Linked DNA regions of Mus musculus: region 2 is linked to region 1. A link is a contact called in public Hi-C data. All regions are on one chromosome and are shown on one strand. Each heading gives the region's core, a stretch centred on a gene start, on an enhancer-like site or on the middle of the called end of the contact. The rest is flanking DNA. Distances are from core to core; before and after follow the strand shown.

The links. Hi-C and Micro-C count contacts between places; a contact is called where the count stands out from the background.
Region 2: a Hi-C map of bone marrow-derived macrophages shows a contact between it and region 1, with 41 read pairs. The contact joins two enhancer-like sites. A contact is called at or near these places in 3 of 39 promoter capture datasets (HPC-7-derived erythroid cells, liver and second pharyngeal arch cranial neural crest), 1 of 15 datasets of contacts at CTCF or cohesin (the NIH/3T3 cell line), 3 of 484 Hi-C or Micro-C datasets (bone marrow-derived macrophages, colorectal tumor organoids and embryonic fibroblasts) and 10 of 115 datasets of contacts at active chromatin or transcription factors (CD8 T cells, T-cell acute lymphoblastic leukemia, bone marrow-derived macrophages and 6 more).

What each region holds. Positions count from the first base shown.
Region 1 is chr12:81,794,861-81,799,348 of GRCm38.p6, reverse strand. All of the region lies in intron 5 of Gm30706 (a long non-coding RNA gene), which reads left to right. Among named protein-coding and RNA genes, the nearest start is that of Gm46366, 6.0 kb to the right of the region's middle. Within about 2 kb of position 2,613, at least 2 of the 459 cell types and tissues checked have an H3K27ac peak or open chromatin away from gene starts, as enhancers often do. A contact at or near this core is called in bone marrow-derived macrophages, where this site is marked.
Region 2 is chr12:81,887,225-81,892,268 of GRCm38.p6, reverse strand. The region is part of intron 1 of Pcnx (pecanex homolog); the gene reads right to left. Among named protein-coding and RNA genes, the nearest start is that of Pcnx, 30 kb to the right of the region's middle. Within about 2 kb of position 3,393, at least 18 of the 459 cell types and tissues checked have an H3K27ac peak or open chromatin away from gene starts, as enhancers often do. A contact at or near this core is called in bone marrow-derived macrophages, where this site is marked.

The sequences.
Region 1 (4,488 bases), core at 1,364-3,863:
CAATAGAGCAAACCTAACCCCAGGATCAAAGGGAAAATTGATCCAGTATGGATTGATCAGTGGCCCCTTCATAGAGAAAAATTAAGATAGACCCAATTCTATTAGAGGAACAATTGCAACCTGGACATATAGAACCTTCAGTGAGACCTTGGAATTCCCCTATTTTGGTAATTAATTACATTATAGTTTTGTAAATAAAAAGACAAAAAATAAATTTCAGCTGCTGTATGATTTCAGGGGCATAAATGTTCCTGTGAAAACAAATGGAGGCTCTGCAGCTGGGGCTCCCCATGCCTACTGTGGTTCCTCAAGGACACTCCACTATTTAGTATCAGTGGAACATTTTGCCACAAGCGATGAACACATTGTCAAACTATGTGACAATATTACGTATGTAGGCACTTAATGAAAACATTGCCCCACTGTGTGACAATATTATGTATGTAGGCACTTAAGCTGGCGCAGCCTAAAGCCCTTCAGGCATTGGTCACTCATTGTATGAATGTATTCTCTGCTCATGCTTTCCTAATCAATACTTAAATGGATGCTTAACTTTCATGGTAAATGAACTAAAAGAAGAAAATGTAGGGGCTGGAGAGATGGCTTAATGGTTAAGAGCACTAACTGCTCTTCCAAAGGTCCTGAGTTTAATTCCCAGCAACCACATGGTAGTTCACAACCACTCGTAATGGGTTCCAATTCCCTCTTCTGGTCTGTCTGAAGAGAGCAACAGTATACTTCTATACATAAAATAAATAAATCTTTAAAAAAAGAAGACTGGGCAAGGGTGGCATACACCTTTAATCCCAGCACTTGGGAGGCAGAGGCAGGCAGATTTCTGAGTTCGAGGCCAGCCTGGTTTACAGAGTGAGTTCCAGGACAGCCAGGGCTATACAGAGAAAACTTGTCTTGAAAAAGAAGAAGAAGAAGGAAGAGGAGGAGGAGGAGGAGGGGGAGGGGGAGGAGGAAGAAGAAAGAGGAGAAGAAGAAGAAGAAGAAGAAGAAGAAGAAGAAGAAGAAGAAGAAGAAGAAGAAGGAGAAGAAGAAGAAGAAGAAAATTTAAACTTAACTCCAGATAAGATACAAAGTGGTCACCATATAATTATTTAAAATATATTCTCACTCAACAACAAATTTGCCATTATCCCCTCTCAGTCTAAATTTTCCGAAGCAATGTACCCTCAAATACTTAGAAAAGATTTTGGGCCATGTCAATTGGATGTGTTCTTAAAGCCCATGTCCACAGTGACACATCTACTCCAACAAGGTCACACCTCCTAATAGTGGCACTCCCTGGGCCAAGCATATATGAGCCATCACAGCAACTTGTGCCACTTGTTAGTAGAGAGCCTACAGAAATCACTGTGCCATTAAATAGAATTCTGGCTGATTATTTTGTTCCACGATGATCACAATTGGCAGGTAGCAATCACATGTTACTTGGGATCTATAAGTATTAGTTATCCTAAAGATCCCTTTAAGAATTGTTTAAGATACCCCATGGGTGTTCCTTAAAATTACATCTAGAGATCCTATAGAGATCACTGTTAAAAATGGCTCTTCAAAAGCACGGGAGCTTATGTCTTATATACAAGTTCCACACCCTCCGCATACACCCAGCCCTGGTTGTGCAGCTCAACAGTCTGAACTTGCTGCAGCCAACCAACTTTTATTTGATGTTTCTCTGCATTGGATATTTTAGCACACTCTCCATTGGTGCTCAAATTGTTTCTGTTTTAGAAACTGTAAGACTAAGCCAGGCAGTAGTGGTGCACGTCTTAAATCCTAGCACTTCAAGACTTAAACTTAATCCCACCACCAATGCTAGTGCACAGTTAGTTCTGTCCCTATGGGCGCCTATACAACAACCACCTCAGCATTTTTTCTTTTCTTTTCTTTTTCTTCTTCTTTCTTTCTTTCTTTTTTTTTTTTATTAGGTATTTTCCTCATTTACATTTCCAATGCTATCCCAAAAGTCTCCCATACCCTCCCCCGCACTCCCCTACCCACCCACTCCCACTTTTTGGCCCTGGCGTTCCCCTGTACTGGGGCATATAAAGTTTGCAAGTCCAATGGGCCTCTCTTTCCAGTGATGGCCGACTAGGCCATCTTTTGATACATATGCAGCTAGAGTCAAGAGCTCCGGGTACTGGTTAAGTTCATAATGTTGTTCCACCTATAGGGTTGCAGACCCCTTTAGTTCCTTGGGTATTTTCTCTAGCTCCTCCATTGGGGGCCCTGTGATCCATCCAATAGCTGACTGTGAGCATCCATTTCTGTGTTTGCTAGGCCCTGGCATAGTCTCACTAGAGACAGCTATATCAGGGTCCTATCATCACAATCTTGCTAGTGTATGCAATGGTGTCAGTGTTTGGAGTCAGCATTTTTTCATAACTCACATTCACATGCATTCTCATATGCCAGACCTGGTAACATTCGCTAGTGCTCAAGCAGATGCCCTGGCCTCCTCCTCACCTCTAATACTTTCATTTCAGGCTGCTTAAAAGACTCATGAATTTCTTCATCAAAATGCAAAATTATTACAAGTGTAGTTCTCTACCTCATGAACAAGCGTGCCTGCCCTCTGTGTTCCTTGACCACCACTGCCCCCTGCTGGAGGAACTAATCCTTGCGCGTTAAACTCTAATGCCACTGGGGCAAACAGATACTACTCAAATCTCTGAATTTTGACATTATGCTCCTGTAACAGTTGATACTTGGAAAGAATACGATTGTTGCTTCTGTCTGCAGAACGATCTCGGATGCTGTCATTATTTATTATATACCTTTCCCTTTCCTGGACATCCATTGCAACTAAAAACTGGTAACGCTCCTGCTTATATTAGCAAACAACTTTTACAATGTATAAAATATTAATCATGTTGCCGGAACCCCTTTCAACTCACAGTGTCAAAGCTATTGTGGAATGACAGCGTTAACTACTTAAACAACAAATTTTAAAAATAAAATTGGGGACTATATCTTCACCTTAAATGCCTAGTGCTATGGGCATTTAAAATTTAAGCCATGGTTTTTAAAAAAATTTTTTTTTTACTTTAAAGGATAATGCTTTCTCCACTACCCAAAAGTGGAGGCACAGACATGGACACAGTATATGTTAAATGAAATATCTAGGAACCAATCAGTGGAAAGGGCCCCAAGTTCCTCTACCATCAGGGCAGGGTTACGCTCGAGTCTTTTCAGAAAATGAAAGAAGTCCCAGATGATGTCTGCTCCCATGACTAAGACAGCATCCCAGAGACACTGGACACATGAAGCATCTGAAGAAAGATAACAAGCACACCAAGAGGAGGCATCCCAAGAGGAAGAAGAAGTTGATGACTTGGGGGAGGCATCGAGACTTTAATTCATCAAGCTGAGACCTTGGAGAGACAAGGACCCAATGCTACTGACCCCCAAAATGATGATGCTATGTTTATTGACTATATTATAGGCTAATTCTCAGATTGTACAGAATCCAAATACTTTCCTTTCTGGAATGTGTTGTTTTAATGTGTCAAGATACTGCTCATATTCACATTGATGATCTGCATAAAGAGAAAGACACAATCTCTCAAGTGACCTTTGAAGGCCATCTCGATTAAGGTGGCTCTCCCTTTTCTTGGTCCTCTGCTGGCTAGTCCTATGGCTTTGTTAGACCAATTCTGCAGGCTATGCAGTCAAGCTTGGCTTATGCTATTACAGCCACAAAATTCTCTTTAAAAACTCAAAAGGGGGTGAGATAGGAAGTATGGCTGTCTTTTAAACACCAGAGAAACCCAGGATGTTAAGCACGCAGGGTTGTTCCTCCAAAAGAAGGAGTGTAGTGCCTGTTATCTGCCCAGAAGGCTAGAAATGGACATGGTTTCTGACCTAGTGACCTTTGCGCTATCTGTGACTTTTCTGGCACTGGATCACTCCCCTAGACCCTTATTGTAAAATTGTTTTTCCCAGTCAACCTATAGAACCTGTCTTTATGGACTGTACAAAGGGTTTCATATCTGATCTGTATTTAGCTTGTTTTGTTCCTGAAGGAGATTTGTGTGTGGTTTGTTGTACACATAGGATTGAGTTAATGATCACGAAAATAGTTTTCACCAAATGTGCTGTGTTTAAATATGTTTAAAGTAAACCACGTGGAATCTAACTCCAGTTTAAACCAACATCAGCGACTGAGTCATATGAGTCATGGTAAGCCAAACTGACTTCTTGTTTCTGGCAGCTCATATCTCTGCAGCCGGTTAAGGTCACAAAGACCCCTGTAATCGGGTCCCCCAGAACCAATGCTAACAACAGCGGTGAGCCACAATGTGGGTGCCAGGAATAGAACCTAGGTCCTCTGGAAGATCAGCAAGTGCTCCTAACCATTGAGCCATCTCTCCATCCCAGACCAGTATGAGTCTTACATCGACAATGCTTAGGGTGGGGACATTGCCTGAAGAACACAGAAAAGGATGAGGGAGCTCCCCAAAGTGTGTACGGTGGGAG
Region 2 (5,044 bases), core at 2,144-4,643, 92 kb before region 1:
ATTTTTGCATCCTGGAGTTCAGTTGCCTGAGCCCTACTGTGTCAGTCCCAAGCCTTCCAGGGACAGAGGCAGCCACCCTCTAAGGTTCACTTTTCCTTAAGTGGGTCAAAGTGCAGACATACTGGATTGCTGAGCACTGCACTACACCTGCCCTCGCCTCCACTTGCTTTGCTGCCTGGGAAACTCTACTGGTTCCTGGACAGTTGGTCATATTAGCTAAAGTCTTAAGGGACCATCAATCTTGTCTACAGTCATGACTCACTCACTATACTACAGAAAATGATAAATGCTGTCTGTTTTACAGGGCAAACACCTAAGCCAAGCACACATAAAACAACTGCAAGGTAGTTTTCTATGTTAGGGATTGCACTCTAAAGGGGTAAGAGAAATTGTATTTGTATCTGTGTGTGGTACATATGTTGAGTGTTCATGTGTGTGGCAGTGCACGTGTGTACATGCATGTGCAGGCCCGAGGGATCTTCCTTAGTCACTTTTTACCTTATTTTTCAAGACAGGGTCTCTCACTGACAGACTGGCTGGCCAAGAGGCTCCAGGGATTCCCGCGTCTCTGCTGGTCCTCCATGGTGGAGCTACTGTTCCTAGCTTGAGTACTGGAGAATCCAAACATAACTCCTCAGATCCACAGCAAGCTCTTTATAGACTGAGCTATCTCTTCAGCTCCTTGTTTGAATGTTGTATTATATTAGATATAAATACTGTGTTTTCAAGGAAGAAACCCTCAGAATTCTAATTAGCAACAAGCATCAAGTTCAGGGCTCTTTTGGAGAAAAAGTACTGTGCAAGCTCTAACTTCTTATTCTCATGTTTACAGTATAATTTGTGTGTGCTGTTGGACACAGCAAATTCTATCCATTTTTAATCTCTGTGGAAGGTAACGACTAGAGTCACCATAGTTCTGGTCTACAGAAGGTAATACTTAAGAAAGTTCTAGCTTTATCTTTTAAATTACAACATTTTCTTGTGTTTCCTAAGTTAACGGCAAAGTCACTGGTGTAACTGAAACTGAGCACAGCCATTGTTCCTAGGTGGTGAAGCTCAGTCTACCCTGTTATTCACGTAGGAGTTGGTCTACACGTTTAAACAGCTTGCACAGAAAACTGACTTTAAGAAATGACATGCAGTGGACAGCAGAGATGAAAAGGTGACAGAGCAGCTGGCACCTACTGGTGGACAAACAAGGTCCTCATTAAATAACCATAAAGGTCACAGCTCTGACTGCACAAGATAAAGGCCTGTGCACCATCAAGGCTCTAAGCAGTCTGTGCACATCACAGCTCTGCACACAGCTCAGACAGTGAATCTTCCTTTTTAAAAAATATTTATTTATTTATTTAATATAGGTATGTACACTGTACTGTCTTCAGACACACCAGAAGGGGGCATCGGACCCCATTACAGATGGTTGTGAGCCACCATGTGGTTCCTGGGATTTGAACTCAGCACCTCTGGAAGAGCAGACAGTGCTTTTATTTGTTTTATTTTATTTTATTTTTTTTTTGTGGGTTTTCCTTGGGTTTTTTCTTTTTTTCTTTTTTTTTTTTTTTTAGTTTTTTTTTTTAAGGTATTTTCTTCATTTACATTTCCAATGCTATCCCAAAAGTCCCCCATACACTCCCCCTACTCCCCTACCCACCCACTCCCATTTCTTGGCCCTGCATTCCCCTGTACTGAGGCATATAAAGTTTGCACGACCAATGGGCCTCTCTTTCCACTGATGGCCGACTAGGCTATCTTCTGATATATATGCAGCTAGAGACACAAGCTCCGGGGTACTGGTTAGTTCATATTGTTGTTCCACCTATAGGGTTGCAGATCCCTTTAGCTCCTTGGGTACTTTCTCTAGCTCCTCCATGGGGGCCCTGTGATCCATCCAATAGCTGACTGTGAGCATCCACTTCTGTGTTTGCTAGGCCCCAGCATAGTCTCACAAGAGACAGCTATATCAGGGTCCTTTCAGCAAAATCTTGCTAGTGTATGCAATGGTGTCAGCGTTTGGAGGCTGATTATGGGATGGCAGAGCCATCTCTCCAGCCCTAGACAGTGGGTCTTAACAACCTTCTGATTCTCAGTACAAAACTGTATGGGGATAAAGTTAAAGAAGACAAGCTGGGGGGGCGGGGGGGGGGGCTCCTTCCCTGCTGTGTTAATTACTTGGTTTTATGATTCCCGATATCTGTTTATTGTACAGTAATATCCAGGACCTCAAAGCAGTGCAAGCACAACCCAGTAGTGTGTAGTTAAGGGTAACAGAATGACAGGTACATCACTGACTGCCTCGCAAAAGTTGGAGGGACAGAAATACATAGTAAACCACACTCAAAGTCATCTGACCCAAACAATGGCTACTCAAAAACCAAAACCAAAAACAAAAATCTGTTCTCAATGTCTGAGAGGTAAAAGGAGAATCCGGGATCTGAGGGCAGCCCCGACAACATGGCCAGATGGTGGACATGGCTGGTGGAAAGAGCAAATGCGATAGCCCCTATGACAATACTATAACAATTTCTCAGAGTTAAAAATGGGACAAGATGGCTCAGGAGGAAAATGTGCTTGCCATGCGAGCGTAGTGACTTGAGTTCAGTCTCTGGAACCCATAAAAGATGCTGTCCTCTGACTTCCACATGTGCACCCCCACTCAAGCATCATGTACATGCACACCTATACAAAATGATGGTTTTAGGACATTAAAAATGGAACTGCATATCATCTAGCAATCCTACTCGTATTTATACACTCAAAAGAACTGAAAAAGGAGGTTTTCCACAACGTGTGCATAGCAGCATTATTTACATATGGGTACAAACAATCCAAACGTCTATCAACAGACGAATAATGACATGTATATTCACACAGTGAAAGGGTACTCCGCATCAAAAAGCAAAGGAATTCTGTCATACACAGCATTCGTGAGCCTTGAGAACATTCTAAGTGAAATAAGACAATATTAAAATCAAACTATTTTTGATGAATCCACGTACATGAAGTATCTAAATAACCAAACTCACACAACAAGAAGCAGAAGAGCAGTTATCTGAGGGAGGGAGGCAAGAAGGGTAGGAGAGGAAGAAGGTGTTGCTTAATACAGTTTCAATTTTGGAAGATGAGGAAATTGTGGACATTGTGGAAATTGTGTACAATATTTCATACTACTGAATAGCAGTCTCTCCTTATCCATGGGGAGACACGATACATTCCAAGGCCCCCAAAGTAGACAGTACCAAACCCAAATCTTACGCACACGTGCTTTCCTACACATATGAGAGAGTTAATTTATAAATTAGGCACAGGATGAAGTGAACAGTCAGCATGCACATTTTAACAACTTTCAGCTTTTCACCTTAAGGAAGCAACTTCCACCATCCCTTCAGTTTATCTGAGTCATCACCACCGCTACACTGGAGCTTTAGGCCCTACCTTACTTAGGATCACTCTTGCTGTGAAGAGACAACATGACCAAAAGCAAGCTGGGTAGGGAAGGGTTTATCTGGCTTACACTTCCACATCACTGTTCATCACTAAAAGTAGTAGGACAGAACTCTAAACAGGGCGGGAACCTGGAGGCAGAGCCGATGCAGAGGCCATGGAGGGGTGCTGCTTACTGGCTTGTTCATCCTGCTTTCTTATAGCACTCAGGACCACCAACCCAGGGATGGCACCACCCACAACGGGCCGTGTCCTCCCACATTAGTCACTCATTAAGAAAATGTGTTACAGCTGGGTCCTATAGGGGCATTTTCTCCACTGAGGGTCCCTCCTTTCAGATGACTCTAGCTTGTGTCAAGGTAATATAAAACTAAACAGGGCAGAAGGTACTTGAACACACTGGGGCAGTCTAGCCACAGTGGAGCAGAAACCAAGAGCAACACAAACTAACTGGTGAATGGAGTGTATGTACAGTGAGGATCCATGTCCAAAACGACTCACAACAGTGCTTCGTTTGAAGGCTAGTTCTGCAGTTTCCCATTTAATATTTTCAGACAGCTGTTGTCATCTGCGATTGAAATTATAATGAATCTATGGTACTATTCACTCGAAAGATGGTTCCCATTTCTTTTAAAAGATAAGGAGGTGAAGTCTCCAACACCCTGGGTAGTGTCCAAGTCTCAAGGGTAGCAAGGTGGCCTTGGGCTCTGAAGCCATGTGGAGGGGCATGGGTCTCACCGAGGCCAGTCTGCTGCTGTCCCCAGGTCATCCAGGCAGGGCCCCAGGAGCCCCTGCAAGGACACCAGTGCATTAGCAGTTGCATTGGAGGAGCCATTCTGGTTAGAACCAAGTTGCTTCATGAGAAGGCGGCAAGCTGGAGAACGAGTCAGAGTGAAGCCCGGCAGGGAGGGCCTGCACCTGGGTCTTGCCCTGCACGACGATGATCAAGAGCCCCACACCTACAGGCCTGCCTATGTCAGGCTGGCTCAGTCACTGCCCTGACATCCGTCCAGAGGAACAGGAGCAGAGTGATTTAAGTCAAGGTAATGTCCCTTCTCTGCCAATGTAACTATGCTTTTATCACTCCTGATTCTGAAAGAGGTACAAAGGACCTAGCCACTGCAAGTTGTATCAATTTTCTTCCACGCTGGTTATTTGACTATCACAAAAGTAGAGACTAATCGATTGAATGACCTGGCATGTAGTGACTTCCCTAGCCCTAAGGATGACACTGAAGGGACACCAAACAATAATGTACTTGAACAATTTCTACATTGTTTTGGCTAGAACAGGAAAAACACAGTAATAGCCAGTTTGGTTGTTATGTCAATGTGGACACACACCAAAGACAGGAAGTTTTCTTTCCCACAAGAGTCAATGTGGGCATCACACAAAGTACAGAAAGTTCTTCACACTCTGAGAATATCTTTTTAGATACGATGTTACACTTCGGTTTGGCCAAGACTTTTTGGAACTGTGAAGATTACAACCAAGAGTCTGCCAACTCCCACCAGAACACCATTGTGGAGCGAAAGGAGGGTGGCCTCACAAAAGCATCTTCAGGTGGAGGGTCACCTCAGCAATCAGGCTGAGAGACCAT